Linked DNA regions of Zea mays: region 2 is linked to region 1. Evidence: chromatin contacts called from public Hi-C data. All regions are on one chromosome and are shown on one strand. The core of a region is the stretch at or near the end of the contact, and the rest is flanking DNA. Distances in the headings are between cores, read along the strand shown.

The links. A called contact is a pair of places that touch in the nucleus more often than the background predicts.
Region 2: a contact with region 1 is called in a Hi-C map of leaf, with 2.9 times the contacts expected there. The contact joins the promoter of LOC100285208 here to the promoter of LOC100283787 in region 1. A contact is called at or near these places in 9 of 25 Hi-C or Micro-C datasets (bundle sheath, ear, endosperm and 2 more).

Annotation. Positions count from the first base shown.
Region 1 is chr10:91,827,526-91,830,225 of Zm-B73-REFERENCE-NAM-5.0, reverse strand. LOC100283787 reads left to right here and starts at 1,301. Exons shown (of 3, transcript NM_001156686.1): 1 at 1,301-1,749; 2 at 2,470-2,569; 3 at 2,671-2,700. The coding sequence starts at 1,442.
Region 2 is chr10:92,299,912-92,302,611 of Zm-B73-REFERENCE-NAM-5.0, reverse strand. LOC100285208 (lipopolysaccharide-modifying protein) reads right to left here and starts at 1,259. Exons shown (of 3, transcript NM_001358231.1): 1 at 1,166-1,259; 2 at 855-1,022; 3 at 1-788. The coding sequence starts at 1,177.

The DNA.
Region 1 (2,700 bases), core at 52-2,551:
ATCAGGAGAGGTAAGATCCTAGGGTCGTCTTAGGGTCAGCAGACCATCCAAGACGGATCTAGATGACGTAGAGTCGAATAGGGGTGGGTGTGGATATGTGGAAAGCTACAACTAAAGCTACATTACATCTACTCCTAGGGCAAGAAAGGTAAATAAAGTAGATTGGTTCGTGTCGGGTACCCAGGAATAGGGTACCCATGGCGAGGCCCATAAACTTCTTTCTAGCCTGTTCACCGAGCACGACAGCGAGGCGGGGCGTACAACCAAATCCTCGATGAGCAAGTCTGCGAGGCAGTCTCCGCCAAGCAAGTCTGTGATGCGGGGTGAACGACCAAGTCTCCGCTGAGCAAGACTGCGAGGCGGGGCGAACGATAAAGTCTCCACCGAGCAAGTCTGTGATGTGGGGTGAACGACCAAGTCTCCGCTGAGCAAGACTGCGAGGCGTGGCATACAACCAAGATCACGCCAAACGAACTCGCAAGGAAGGAACCCAAGCCGACGTTATTGGTCCACGACGGCCGTAGCAGGACACATCATCACCAAACCATGTTTGTGCCACGCGTACAGTACCAAGGGGGCCACGACAACATAGTCTCCACGGTAACGACTCACGTACAATACGGACAGGACAACATGTCTAGTGCATACTCGCGCATGCTGGACAGTGACACAATGGCAATGATGGAAGATAAATCTGTTCTGAACACGAACCTCAACCTTACCAAGAGCACGTTCTGCAGGACCCATCAGGTACGGGCACCGTAGGCGTAGAGTAAGCTATAGAGACTCGCACGTCGGATGGACGAGACAGACATCACATGACCATCAGAAGAAACCATGCCGCACGGAGGCATGCCCTGAGAGGCTGAGAGTGACCCAAGGGGCCCACCACGTACTACATCACAAGACATTAGCTGAAGAACTCTCTCATGTAAAGACTGTCCATTGAACTATAAAAGGGAGTCCCTCTCCCTTTGTACACACAAGCACACGTGTTGTAACACGTCTCAAAGCAATATTTTGATAACACTACACTGGACTAGGGCGAAAGCCTGAACCAGTATAACCTAGTAAGTCCATGCATGAATCCCAACCAAACATAAATCTATTGTCCCTCGATTTATAAAGTCCTCGGCTTGCTTGCAAGTTAGGTTCCGCCGTAAGCAGAGGGAAATGTGCCTGAGCTTGGGCTTGTTCTGGGCCTGTCATCCGCGGCCCAACCAAAAATTAGCAGGCAACGATGGCGCGTTTGTGATTGGCGCCACGCGGCTTATCTTGGAGAATCCTGGCGAGCAATCACAGCCACAGCCCACCACCTTTGCTTGCTCTGCCCCTCCATCATCGCCAGCCTGCCAGTGCCGCCGCTACCGTAGTACCGTACCCTCAGCTAGTCAGCTACCTCCATCCACCAGACCAGACCATACCAGACCAGACCAGACCAATGGCCCTGCGCCTACCAATCTCATCGTCCCACGGGCTGGCCTCCACGCCGGCGCCAATCTCCACGACGACGTGCCGGCCGGCCGTCTTGGCGACGGCCGCGGCCCAGAAGAGGAGCCTGCTGCTGGCGACGGCCTCCGAGACGAGGGGAGTCGCGCCGGTGAGGTCCAGCGGGATCGAGACGAGCACGGTGGGTCTGGGATGTGAGGCCGTCACCGGGCAGGTCACGGAGGTCAACAAGGACACCTTCTGGCCCATCGTCGAGGCCGCCGGCGACAAGGTCGTCGTCCTCGACATGTACACCGAATGGTGCGTACACTACAATATATATATCTTCTTCTTCTTCTTCCATTCGGTCTTTAACGAATTTTAGTTTACTTACTACTAATCAAGACACACAAATAGATATGGTATGACACAAATCTAAAATCCAGGTGTTTTTTACTCTATTATTAGGATAAGGATATGGCTTAATTACTCTATCTTTACCTATGGCGGTGAGACGTTTCGTGGAACAGGACAACACCAAGAAACCAATCTTATTAGACGACCTGACGGAACTCACATCACAAAACTTTGATTTGTTTAGATCAAATGTCGACTCGGTGATCGATAGAGGTGCTTGAAATGGTATGGTTCGATTGAAAAAATAGTCATTTAAATTTATTTTTTATTTTAAAGGACATGTTATTATTGTAGTGCTAAATATGTATAGTAATAAAATACCAGTCAGAAAATAGATGGAGGCGTGAAGGGTTCACTGTTATTAATTAACCTTCACCATGCATTGTCATGACTAATTAAGATTTTCTATGTTGTGTGGTTGATAAAATTTATGTAGATATGAACCATCGGTTTGGTGAACCAAGCACAGACCTATTAGTTGTTTGCTTCTCATGCCTTGATCCAAAAAACAAAAACAGAAATTTATGGTGATGATCTCTAATGACAATAGATCTCACCTCACTAGCTAGATGATTGTGTACGTAGAATCTGAGACAGCAGTGTGTTCATTAACAATATTTGCAGGTGCGGGCCTTGCAAAGTGATGGCTCCGAAATTCCAGGAGATGTCTGAGAAGAACCTGGATGTTGTGTTCCTGAAGCTCGACTGCAACCAGGACAACAAGGTGAGGTAGCTAGCATAGCTAGGATATATAGTTATTACTTTGCATTGGCCGCATGATCTACCTCTTCTCTTCTTTATCTGTTGTTGTTGTTGTTGTTGCAGCCGCTTGCGAAGGAGCTGGGCATAAAGGTT
Region 2 (2,700 bases), core at 10-2,509, 470 kb before region 1:
TTCTGGCGCATGATCTCGGCGCGCCACAGGGCCGTGTCGTTGCAGCCCAGCAGCGCCTCCCGCAGCGGCGACGCCACGTCCGGGTTGCCCTTCCAGTACGCCGTCGGCACCCTGTCCGCCCATCTCGTTGCCCTGGCGCCCGCCCTGATGTTCTTGAACTCGTGGTTCCATGGCTCGATGTTCGTCTCCGGCCAGCCCCAGAAGGACCAGTCAGGGAAGGGGATGTCGAAGTGGTCCCTGGTGGTGCAGTAGCGGAAGAGCGGCGGCGGCGGCAGAGCGCCGTCCCCGTGCTCGGTCCGGTTGATGGCGGGGCGGTCCATGCAGTCGAACATGAGGTCCACGTCGGGCACGCGCCCGGGGTACCGCCGCATCAGCTGCAGCAGGCTCCACACCGTGAACAGGGCGCGGCTCTGCACGCAGGCGTAGTAGAGGTCCACGTGCAGCCGCCGCCCGCCGCCCGTGATGGTGACGCGCATGGACGCGCGCCGCCGCGCCTCGTCCAGGAGCGCGCGCGTCACGCCCCGGCCCTGCCCGCGCCACGGAGCCAGGTCCCGGTGGATGGCAGCGAAGTAGGCAGGGCACTGCTTTTGCTTCTTCTTCTTGTTACCTTGCGGCTGCGGCGACGACGACGACGACGATAGCGGCGGCAGGCAGGCGATGGAGGGCGCGCACCGCAGCGCCGCGCGCGCCGGCGGCCGGCCCTTGTCGTGCGGGAACGGGTGCCACGGCGTCGGCTCCAGGTTGTGGCCCAGCAGCGTCCGCGTCCGCGACATGGCGTCGTCGTACGCCTGCGCCGACGAAACAAAATCAAACAAACCGCAACAAGCACGCGGTCAACCGCTTAAATCCTGTACCGAGTGGACGACGGCGAGGACGATCACGGCCGAGAAGGCCGCGATGGCGGAGACCACGAGCGCCGACAGAGGCGGGTACCGCATGGCTCGTCCCCGGCCTCCGGCGCCCTCCGCCGCCATGTATGTGTGTGTAGCCCGCCTGCGGATCGCCGCCCAGAATATGGACCACTGCACAGGGGCCGCACTAAAAGTAAAACACGCGCACGAATGTATCAAACCAACCAAAAGAATAAATCCGTGCACTTTCAAAAGTAGTACGTGTCCTCAATATTCGGATCTGACAACCGGCAACCGTCTGCGTGCATGCTGACCTGCATGGCCATGGCCCATGGACGCCGAGCACTCACCCGGCGGACTAGCGGAGGACGAGGATGAGTTAATTACCGTGCAATCTCACGTACTATTCGTTTGTTCCTGAATATTGGTGTCCGCAGAGCTCTGTCTACTTTTTATTTGTTTACTAGCTAGCTATTCCTATGATCTATCTGATCCGCAGGATTCTACTCCCGTCTGAAAAAAGAAGAAACAATTCTACTTCTGCTCTATTCTTATCTTTTAAAGTTTGATAGAAGGGTGTCAATATTTTCAACACAAGATTTGGTATATATACTTCGAGAAGAATATTATAAACATTACTCCCTCTATCCCAAAATAGAATTCGTCTTAGACTAATAATATATTTATTAAATAATATATGAATGTAGTTTACATGTACGTTTATATTTATTATCATTTAAACGATTGTGAATGGAAAAAATAGGCAAGAAAAAACTATATTTTAGGATAGAGGGAATATTATTTTTTTAAGAACTAGACACAACTATCACCAATTCTATCTTTTTGTGATGAAAAGAAGATGTGATATATTTTTTTATATATAAAGAAATGAGAAGGTATTGATTCTTTTGATTGGATACTAGTCCTTGGGAGGGAAGAATACTTTTTTCCCTCTCTCAAGAGGGGGACAACAGAGATGCTGAAACTACGTGCATTTATTTGTGAGCATTGGTATTTATTCGTCCACCATATTTTCCTCAGCATAAACTTGTCAGCCATTTGCAAAGCAAAGTGCTCATCAGATTAAATGAATAATATGGATAAAACTCTCTTTACTAGCCGCATCCTGTGGACCCAAATGCAGGCCTTTTTTGGCTAGCTCCATGAGAGTGAGATGTGTGGGCATGTGACAGAGTGGCTGCCCAGCGCCACACGGAATGAGCTGGACATGCACAAATGGAATGGTGGTCCATGTAGAGTTGACATGCTGGTCCAGTCATATCATCGCTTAGAAGCTACTCCACTCAAAGGTGTCTTTTTTGGGTACCTTGGACCGTAGTTTAGTTCAGACTTTATATGTCAATTATAAGGATTAATGTGGTGTTTGAGATGACTCTAGGTTCCAACTCTATTGTGGAGCTATAGTTTATAATATCAATTTAAATAGTTCTAAAAATATTTTTTAATATAAATAATAAATAAAATGACTTGTCTTCTAAAGACTTACAGCTCCAACTTTATAATTTTCTAGAGCAACCTAATGATCTAAAGCTATCTCAAACAAGACCTAAATATAAGCTAATTACGAAATTAATTGTATAAGCCCCAACAAATACACGAGACAAATCTACTTAGCATAATTAATCTACAACTAGCACATATTTACTGTAGCAACACATAGACTAATTAAGATTAATAGATTCGTCTAAAAATTAACCATGATTTATACAAACTATTTTTATAATTAACTTATGTTTTGTCTTCTTAATTGACAACCAAAACCTACACTAAACTTTAGTCCGAGAGATCCGAACACCCTAAAAGTAACCTCACTTATCCTCTTATCAAA